Regions from separate parts of the Mus musculus genome. Here regions 1 and 3 are each linked to region 2. A link is a contact called in public promoter capture Hi-C data. All regions are on one chromosome and are shown on one strand. The core of a region is the stretch at or near the end of the contact, and the rest is flanking DNA. Distances in the headings are between cores, read along the strand shown.

The links. Promoter capture Hi-C pulls out the DNA fragments that hold promoters and counts their contacts.
Region 1: a contact with region 2 is called in a promoter capture Hi-C map of pre-B cells. The contact joins the promoter of 2510003B16Rik here to the promoter of Rps8 in region 2. A contact is called at or near these places in 8 of 39 promoter capture datasets (3T3-L1-derived adipocytes, the C10 cell line, cranial neural crest and 5 more).
Region 3: a promoter capture Hi-C map of liver shows a contact between it and region 2, with 2.7 times the contacts expected there. The contact joins the promoter of Tie1 here to the promoter of Rps8 in region 2. A contact is called at or near these places in 3 of 39 promoter capture datasets (hippocampal neurons and liver).

Annotation. Positions count from the first base shown.
Region 1 is chr4:116,122,531-116,126,080 of GRCm38.p6, forward strand. 2510003B16Rik (RIKEN cDNA 2510003B16 gene) reads left to right here and starts at 1,310. Exons shown (of 3, transcript NR_131048.1): 1 at 1,310-1,586. Rad54l (RAD54 like (S. cerevisiae)) reads right to left here and starts at 1,159. Exons shown (of 18, transcript NM_009015.3): 1 at 532-1,159; 2 at 366-452. The coding sequence starts at 534.
Region 2 is chr4:117,154,179-117,157,655 of GRCm38.p6, forward strand. Rps8 (ribosomal protein S8) reads right to left here and starts at 1,954. Exons shown (of 6, transcript NM_009098.2): 1 at 1,880-1,954; 2 at 1,393-1,499; 3 at 830-929; 4 at 460-635; 5 at 121-250. The coding sequence starts at 1,883. Snord55 (small nucleolar RNA, C/D box 55) reads right to left here and starts at 1,670; the gene lies at 1,593-1,670. LOC115490046 (a small nucleolar RNA gene) reads right to left here and starts at 1,111; the gene lies at 1,008-1,111. Snord38a (small nucleolar RNA, C/D box 38A) reads right to left here and starts at 396; the gene lies at 338-396.
Region 3 is chr4:118,488,595-118,491,761 of GRCm38.p6, forward strand. It overlaps Tie1 (tyrosine kinase with immunoglobulin-like and EGF-like domains 1), which reads right to left and starts at 1,255. Exons shown (of 23, transcript NM_011587.2): 1 at 1,054-1,255. The coding sequence starts at 1,111. It also overlaps the pseudogene Gm12859.

The DNA of each region.
Region 1 (3,550 bases), core at 60-2,559, 1.0 Mb before region 2:
ATTTTCATTAAAATTTACTTACGCGGGGCAGTAGTGGCAAACACCTTCACTTTCAACACTGGGTAGCAGAGGCAAGGGAACCTCTGTGTGAGTTCAAGGCCAGCCTGGTCTACAAACAGAGTTCCAGAACAGCCAGGGCTACACAGAGAAACACTGTTTCAAAAAAAAAACCTTAAGTGCCAGGTGTGCCTGGCACATGCCTACGACCACACACTGCATTTGGGAGACAGACCATAGTCTACAGACCTGGTGAGAAGCTCATCTCAAAAAAAAAAAAAAAAAAAAAAAAAGCTTCAAAAATGTATGAAAGGTACTTTCTCAAGATGACTATGAACCTCATTTTCCTTATTCCCCTAAACACTCACTACTGTCCCAGGCTGCCAGTCTTCATCATCTGATGATCTGTCTTCTGGTTTCCTCCTAGCCAACTGGCTGGGAGCTAAGCTCCTCCTCTGCAAGGGAGAACAGAAAGTGAGTTCCTGCAGTGATCCTGCAGCCAGGCCCCTTAAGTCAGCTTAAGGTCACACTTACCATCCTGGCCCCAGAAGCATCAAATGTCAAGTGCCCATCAGCGAAGTTAAAAGCACTCAGCAACAGAGAATGCAGGACCAGGGGATGCTATAAAAGGAAGTTGCTATATCATTGAAAATATTGTCTTAAGAGTCGGTATGAGGGGAGGGGATGCAATCAGAGGATGAGGCTTGGGTCCAAACCAGGAATGTCGGTCCCCAAGTTCCTCAAGGTCAAAATATCCAAAGCCAAGTCCAAGCGGAGCTGGGTCTAAATCTAGGATGGGAAAGAAGACAGATTGAAGTTGCAGATGAGCAAAGTGGAGTTGGAATAACGTCCCTAGCTGGGCTGCTTCCCTGAGAGTAACACCTACGAAAAAGTACAGTCTTAAGTACGAAGGCGAGACGCCTGAATTCTTAGGAGAGGGATAGAATTTACCAGAGCTGGACCGACATCAAACCTCAGTGTGAGGAAGGCAAGCAGAGACCTAGGAACGCCTTGTGGGAAGTTAAACAGGAACCCAGGAAGGACCAGTTAAAAATCCAGGTTGGGAGGAGGAGAATCTTAGAAGCTGAAGAGAGGCAAAGAGCGACTCCGGTATCTTTCCCCTTATTCTTCCTCTTCCCAAAGCGCGCGTTAAGAGCCTCCAGGCAGTGTCAATCGAACCTCCCGCCACTCTGCCACCACAGTCCCCTATTGGCTGCGTTCAGTGAACTTGACGCTCGACGATCCGGCCTAAAGGAAGGGGCGGGCCTAGGGCTGAGGCTAATAAGGGTCTTGGATTTCCGCCCAGAGGCTCAACAGACCACTAGGAGCTGTGGCTTATCCTGGTGGCAGCAACAGGCAGGTGCCAGAATTCTTACTTGCCAACGGTCCCTCTTCCTGGCTCCTGCCTTTGGCCGAAGCAGCTGAACCAAATAGATGTTTTGCACCGAAGTACTGTGCGGAGGAGTTGCTACTGGAATAGATTTCAAAAGGCAGCACATTTTTGGGAATTTGATTCAGGCTCTTTATTGTGCCAGACCTGGAGCAGAAATCTGAGCTGGAAGCAGGCAAGGCCAGTGGCCAGTCAAAAGGTGAGCGGAGGTGTTGGTGCTGCACTGCCAATTGGTCTGAGATGTCTTGAAATAAGCTAGCTGTCTTTTCCTGGGGCATAGTCACCCATTCTCTAAAAATCCGTTTTTCCTTTAAGTGATATTATTATAGTACCTCTCCTAAGGGATTATTCACAGGGTCTAATTAAAGTGAACAAAGTAGCTGCGCCTGGTAGCGCAGGCCTTTAATTATAGTACTCACTAGGCATAGGCAAGCAGATCTCTGTGAGACTAGCCTGGTCTTCATAATGAGTTCCAGGACAGCGACAGCTCTGTAGAAAGACCCTCCAAGAACGGGAAAAAAAAAAAGTGTTCAAAGTATTTAACATAGCCCCCATGTATTACCTAAGTGCTCACTAATCAAAATAGCATGCCCATTACACTTAATCACTATCTACTTAAAAGGATCTCCTTAGCTATTATAAATCATTTACTATCCTCAGATAAGGTTTATTGTCCCCATTTTGTCGTGTGTGTGTGTGTGTGTGTGTGTGTGTGTGTGTGTGTGTGTGGTGTCTTGGGGGCACTAGGAATATAGCATAGTGGTAGAACTTCGTGAGGCGGTCACTGCTGAGGTTTGTTGTTATTTGAGACAAGGTCTTGCTGTGTAACCCGGTTATCTTTAAACTTATGACCCTCTGTCATCCCCAGCCCGCCTAGCAGAAATGAGGATATACTAAAGAGATACTTATGTCCTTTCCTTGGCTTTTGGGAACAATGAACCGAAGAAATTTTAATTTCCATAGGAATATCTTGCTGGGAGACAAGAAGGCTGTGAGCAACTTAATGAAAAACAAAATCACATACACAAAAAGAACAGTTAACTTCTTTGCCATGACTATGAGGTCAGCCTGGGCTGTATAGTCAAAATCTGTCTCAAAATGGGGGGTATAAGGGATGTGTGGATGTGGATAAAAGCATGTGTCACCTAAGCCTGAGGACATGAGTTCAGTGCCCACAGCCCACACCAAGGTGAAAGGAGAGAACTGATCCACAAACTTGACCTCTGACCTCCATATGTACAGCATGGCACATGCGCACCCTCATACAAACATCATGTACATACACGCTCTAATAACAGAGAAATATTCTTTAAAGGAAAGAAACTCTACCTAGCCCTAGAAAATATATAAGTATTTCCTTTTTTTTTTTTAATCTCAATTTCTTCTTTTTTTTTTTTTTCTTTTTTTTTTTTTTTTCTGAGACAGGGTTTCTCTGTATAGCCCTGGCTGTCCTGGAACTCACTCTGTAAACCAGGCTGGCCTCGAACTCAAAAATCCACCTACCTCTGCCTCCCAAGTGCTGGGATTAAAGTCGTGCACCACCACACCTGGCAAGTATTTCCTTTTTGAAGGTTTGTTTTGCTTCTTTTGAGACTGGGTCTGATGTATCCAGTGCTAACCTCCTGTTTCTACTTCCTAGTGCTAAAATTATAGCCCTATGCCACCAGGCTCAACCTCCAACCTCCCTAATTTTTAACCCTATATCTGTGGGCCTACCTCCCCCCCCCCCCGCCCCTGCCCCTCAGCCATTGTACACCAGTGGCCATCAGGATGCAGAGGATCAGGGGAGCAGGGTCTTGGTGCTGAAAGGCAGGGGTGAACCAACCCAGGAGACTGTTTCACAGGACAGCTCATTCATTGAAGTATTGGGACTAGCTTATGTAGTCAGAGGGGAGGGGAGGAAAAAGGACCAGGGAGGACAGGATGTGTTGCAGTGGGGGCTGGGGCCTTTCAAGTATATCAGCTAAATTAGCAGATTGATAATCATATGATTTCTGAAAAACCAGTTCTCTAGCAGGGAAACAGAAGCCTAACTGGCTTTATCACAAGTGGCATATGTAGCTGAGCCTGATTTGGATAGGGAGTGGCCCCACTCCTGCTGTGCTTTCTGAGAGAAGGGCGTGAGGTAGATATGATCAACGCTCTACTGTCCCTTAATCTGGC
Region 2 (3,477 bases), core at 704-3,203:
CCTGCCCCCAGCTACACAACCTGCTTTCCACCCACACAGCACGTTATTAGCCACCTACACTCACATGTACCCCACTGAACCAGGAAGGGTCCACCCACCCCAGCCCCACAGCCACCTCACCTAGAAGCTTGCCCTGCTGGAACTGCTCCTCCAGGAGGCTGCTGATTTTGGCATTCTTTTTCCTTTCATCGTATTTCTTTTGAATTTTCTTTGATCGTTTTTTGTTTAAAATCTCTTCCTCCTCAGGAGTCTGAATGAAAAGAATATGAATTGATTTGTCACCAGGAAAGTCACAAGCCTCCTTGAACCCCCCCCCCCCAAGTCGCCATGCTTGCCTTCTTCAGCACTAAAGTGTTCATCTCATTCCTTCAGTAGCAGAACTGGACAGTATTTTCATCACAAGAAGGCAGCACCCATCCCACCCCCAGCCAATCAACCCCTTACAGGAAGACAACGCACCAGCTTGGCCCCCTTCTTGCGGCCCAGGGGCAGTGCATAGTGGGACTCGTACCACTGTCGGTACGGCGTGCTGTCAATAAGCACGATGCAGTTCTTCACCAGGGTCTTGGTGCGGACAAGCTCGTTGTTGGATGCATTGTAGACAACATCAATGATCCTTGTTTTGCGAGTACAACCTGCATACAAAGAGAGATTCACAATCAGGGGCTGGGGCAGTTAATGTTTTTTTATTACTGAAATCTTTTTTTAACATTCTCTAGAAAGCACCTCTCATTGCAGGAGTTAAGAGATCAGAATATGGCAAAGAATTCTCCAACTACCTCAGGATCTTTCAGCAAGAACAAATTCAAATACTTCAACACCTACTTACACTCAGAGCCCCAGGAAAAGTTCCCCACATCCAATCTCAGGGCACGGTACTTCTTATTGCCTCCTCGAACTCGGACTGTGTGTATGCGGCGAGGGCCAATCTAGAGAACACAAGAAGGCCAGAACATGTGTCATCAAAACGAGTGGGGACTGGGAGAGGAACCCGAACCAGACGGAGGTAACAGTCAGTGTAACTATGACAAGTCCTTGCATTGGCAAGTGGTGTACAGGTGGCCAAGACGGCCATAACCACGCCTAAGGATACGTTTTCATCACCCTAGTTACCTCCAGAAAAAGCCAGACCCCCCCTAACACAGGAAGAACCCCAGTAAGGAACACACCAAGCTTGCAGCTCTCCCACTCCTAGGCTCCAGTAGACCCTAAGCTTGGAGATTAGGGTGCACAGACCCTGCACGTGGACACACTTCCATGTCCAGTCGCCAGCACCGAGAAACCTGAGCCTTACAAAGGTGATCACAGCCACTCGTGTTCCCCAGCAAACACGCTCTAGCGCAGGGGAAGGCAGCCTCTCCCAGTCGTCCTCCCCCCGACCCCCGCACGCACCTTCGTGTTGGCAGCGGGCCGTCCCAGCTCATACTTTCGCTTCTTGTGGTAGGGTTTTCGCTTACCCCCGGTCTTGCGGCGCTTGTGCCAGTTGTCCCGAGAGATGCCTGTGTGTGGGAGCGAGGACGCAAGCCTGAGCAACCGGGCCTCGCCGCCGGCCAATCAGCCCGCTCCCGAGCCCCGCGCTGCGCGGGCTGCCCGCACGCTCAGCTCTCCAAGGTTGGCTTCCCCACGACGCAGTCGGGAGTGTGCAGCATACCCAGGTGTCATCATCCGCGTGCGGCCCGGCCCGCGGCAGCCATGTTGGCCCGCTCGCAGCCCGGAGCCCCGGAGGCGGCCGCAGCGATCTCCACAGCCCTAGCCCACCGCAGGCCCTTGCCACGGCTGCCCGTGGCCCATGGTCGGGCCGAGCATGCGTCGGGAGGCAGGATGGAGACGGATGGAGCTCGCTCCCCCGCGGCCCGACCCGGCCCGCAGCAACACTCACCCATCGCTCGGCGCTGGCTGGAAAGAGGAAGCGCAAAGCTTCACGGTCCGGTTTCTAAAACTCAGCCCCGCCTTCTTTACGTCTCTTCCGGTTGCCGGGAAGGACCTGGGGCCGCGGCGAGCCTGGGACGCTGGCACAGGGGAGGGTCCTGCGGCGTGCGAACTCACGCGGACCCCGCCTCAAATCCCTTGACCTTGGGCGGTCTGGAGGGCGGGCTCCTTAAGCTGAGCTATAGGGCACACTTGCCTGCCTGTTGTGCTTACATTTTGTCCTTTAAATTTTTTTTTTTTTTTTTTTTTTTAAACCGGGCGTGGTGGCGCACGCCTTTAATCCCAGCACTCGGGAGACAGAGGCAGGCGAATTTCTGAGTTTGAGGCCAACCTGGTCTACAAAGTGAGTTCTAGGACAGCCAGGGCTATACAGAGAAACCCTTGTAAACTTGTAAAACCAAAAAAGAAAAAAGAGTAAAGGGCCCTAATTGGAAAAGTGAAGTAGTAGAAGCTCCAACGCTCTGTTCACAGGGGGACTTGACCCTGTATATGAACACACAAAATTCATGTGTATCTCTTACATGGCAGCAATTAGCAATCAAAAAGGAAATTAAAAACAGTTTTAGTTCTGGAAAGATTGGTACTGCAAACTGTGCTCAGGGTCTCTTCAAAAGCATCAAGTGCTTAGGTCGACTCACAGTTCCTGAAATTCCAATTCCAAAGTATCTGACAATCTGGTCTGGCCCAGTGGGTCAAACCTGAAATCCAGCACTGAGACAGAGAATTATCACCAGTTGAGGGCTAGCCTGAGCTAAAGAATGAGCTACTGCTCAGTGGGAGGAACAAGCGGCCGGCTGAGGAGAAACTGAGGCACTAGACACCCCTCCAAGTGAAATCAAAGCAGAGGACAGTGGGGCTCCGGCGTCAGACAAGATGAGAGCTCAGTCAGTACATTTTATTTCTTAAACTTAAACGTCGCCTTGAATGTCAGTGAACGTCTACTTTTAAAGGGACCTCTCACCTGACCGATTTCTTTTTGAATTTTAAACTTTAACTTCAAATGTTTTAAATTTTGATTCTGAGGTTTTTACTGCGTGTATCCGATTTTTTTTTTTTAAAGATTTATTTATTTAGTATATGTAAGTACACTGTAGCTGTCTTGAGACACTCCAGAAGAGGGCATCAGATTTCGTTACGGATGTTTGTGAGCCACCATGTGGTTGCTGGGATTTGAACTCCGGACCTTTGGAAGAGCAGTCGGCCCTCTTAACCACTGAGCCATCTCGCCAGCCCCCCCCCCCCCCACGATTTTACAGTTTTGAAGCGATTTTTTTGTTGTGTTTGTTTTTTTGGGGTTTTTTGTTTGTTTGTTTGTTTTGTTTTGTTTTTTTGAGACAGGGTTTCTCTGAATAGCCCTGGCTGTCCTGGAACTCACTTTGTAGACCAGGCTGGCCTCGAACTCAGAAATCTACCTGCCTCTGCCTCCCGAGTGCTGGATTAAAGGCGTGCACCACCACCGCCTGGCTTGAAGAGATTTTTAATTTTGTTTTAATATCATTTAATCATTTTAATATCATTTAAAAGTGTTCTTGAGCCAGGCCTGAAGGC
Region 3 (3,167 bases), core at 5-2,504, 1.3 Mb after region 2:
CCTGGCCTGTGTTTCCCACCAGACAGAACCACTCAAAGGCAGCCTCTGACTTCTAGTTCTCTGGTCAGCAGACTGAAAGGACCTGCCACCAGCATTCAGAAGCTTCTCCATGCCCTCTGTACACACAGCTCCATTTAAACAACAAACGTATCAACCTTTGGGAGCCCAGCATCATTTAGTTGTCATATGATAGGTTTAGGTGTTGCCATATTCTCAACTAATGGAACATCATTGGTGCTAAATAAATTTTATTATTATTATTATTGTTATTATTTTGAGACTGGGTCTCTCTATGTAGTTCTGGCTGTCCTGGGACTTGCTATGTAGACCAGGCTGGCTTCGAACCTCAGAGATCTACCTGCTTTTGCCTCCTGAGTACTGGAGTTAAAGCCACCATGCTTGTCTGTCCAATGAATTATTGATTAAGCCCAACACAGTTACTCGTGAGGTCCAAGTTGATGGCTGACTTCTGCCCCTACTCACCTCTCCCCCCTCCAGGCAGTGATTCCTAGCACCTGCCTGAGTTTTCCCCACCCTGACCTCATTCTTGGTGGATCAAAATCGTCATGACGCTATGACGACGACGATGATGATGATGATGTCAGTTTCTGCTTGTCCCTGCAATTTTTAAGTTGTGTTAAAATACACATACCCTAGAATCTACCGTTAGAACCACTTGTAAACAGTCAATTCAGTGTTAATAAATGCATTCATAACCTCATGTGAACATCACCACCCATTTCCACAGCTCTTGTTTTTGTTTTTGACGTAAGGTCTCCATAAGTCTTTATGGGGCTAACATGGAGTCCTCTGTGTAGTCTAGGCTGGCCTTCCAAGTGCTGGGATTAAAGAAGTCCACCACCACACCCTAACTGAAATGCTACACTCATTAAACAATAACTCTCTATTTCCCTTCCCCCAACCCATGCTCACCACCATATTGTGAGGTCTATTGCTAGGCTAGGCTAGGGTTTCTTGGGGGTCGGGGGCTGGAATTAAGGCCTTGAAATCAAGAGTCAGGGAGGAGCTCTGCTCACTCCAGGGAAGACTTACCAACATGAGAGGCCAAGAAAAGAGTGGGGAGCAGCAAAGAGGATCCCCACCAGACCATACTCTGGAAGCTGCCCTGGGCCAGCCAAGGCCAGCTGGGCCCGGGGTCAGTTGCTGTGGGTCTGAGTGTTCAGCCTGTCCAGCTCAGTGCACCTCGGTGCTGGGGAGGAAGAGGAAATGATGGTTAGGGTAGGAGGGGTGGCAGGGAGAGAGGGTGGGAAGAGTTGTCGCCTGTAGTCCTCCCGTGTCCAGCCCCCACAAGCCCGGGATGGGTGTGGCCTGGAAGTCTCTGGAAGGGGGGGCATTAGAGGTGGGAGGCAGGTTGTGACAAGGACAGATCTGGGGATGGTTGGGCTCTCTCTCCCATCCCTTCGGTCCCTTCCATCTGCATTGCTGGAGCACGGGAGACAGGAAAGGGAGGAAGCCAGTGGCTTCCGCCTATTGAGAAGGTTTGGAGGCAGGACATTGTTCTGGGGTCTCCCCTCCTCCCAGCACACACACGCTGGGAGGAGGGGAGACACACACACACACACACACACAAATACAAAATGAGGCTCACGTGACTCTTTTTTTTTTCAAAAGTAAACAAGAAACGGTCTCTGTAAGGTTTTAATGCTCAGTTTTCACAAACACAAGTTTCTACCCAATTTTACAACACACGATAAAATGTCCTAGTCTGTAGACTGTGCATTAAGTGTTCACTTCGGTAGCACACACACTAGAATTTGCATTATTCAACTCTTCCTCATATTCTTTTCCAATCTTTTAAAATCACCAGGAGTTTCTACCTAAGTAATATTCTACTGTATTTACATTTGAGTTGCATGTCTTCCGAGATCGGGCGCGTTCAGAGTGGTATAGCCGTAGACGAGTTGCATGTCTTAAGAACAAACGGAAATCCATGATATTTTGGTTAACTCAGTGTATTTACAAAATGAAAAGCTCTATCAAAATACTTTTCACTGGAAAAATAAATAGAACAGGCATTGGATCTACCAAAGTTCATATTCACTTTGGCCGATGTCAGTGTGGGACAGTTCATGACAGCACAATTTACCCTGATTTCCCCAGAGCTGACCAGCTTCCAAGCTAACTGTTAAATTATTTTACTGAGATTTTATTATGTTGTTATCTGGTTCATTCCAGATCATTGTCAGCCAGGCTCTGAGCACTTACAGTTCTCTGACTAACGGTCGGAAGCTTGGTCAGGAGCATCTGGAACACTGGTGGTGGAAGAGTCTGCTGGAACACTTGCAGCAGCTGCGGAGGCAGCAATGGCATTTGTCAGGTGGTCCACACCCTTCTCGTAGTCACCTTGTGCTAATAACCCTTCACCAAGCTGTGTCTCTTCAAGGAAGAATTTCTGAACTGCTTCAGCGTCTTTTAAATCAGGAAACTTGGTGTATTAGTCAGGGTTCTCTAGAGTCACAGAACTTACGGACAGTCTCTAGATAGTAAAGGAATTTATTGATGACTTACAGTTGGCAGCCCAATTCCCAACAATGATTCAGTCGCAGCTGTGAATGGAAGTCCAAGGATCTAGCAGTTACTCAGTCTCACGCAGCAAGCAGGCAAAGGAACAAGAGCAAGAGCTAGACTCCCTTCTTCCAATGTCCTTATATTGTCTCCAGCAAAAGGTGTAGCCCGGATTAAAGGTGTGTTCCACCACACCTTTAATCCCAGATGAAAGGCATAGCCCAGATTAAAGGTGTGTTCCTTAACTCGGAGATTCAATCTTCTGGAATCCATAGCCACTACGGCTCAAGATCTTCAAACCAAGATCCAGATAAGGATCTCCAAGCCTCCAGATAAGGGTCACTGGTGAGCCTTCCAATTCCGGATTGTAGTTCATTCCAAATATTGTCAAGTTGACAACCAGGAATAGCCACTACAATCCACCCCTTGTCAACTTGACACAAATAACATCTCATGTTCACATGAAACAATAACAAGGTTGTAAATACGCCTAACATGATATAACTATCCCTCGTACAATCGCAAACGCATTAGTAAATTTACAATGGGCATTCATATTACTTTATAATCCTCGTTTCTGCAACTGGTTACGTGGCCTTAATTGGTATTTATAACTACCTTCCTCTACTACCCATTCTGTA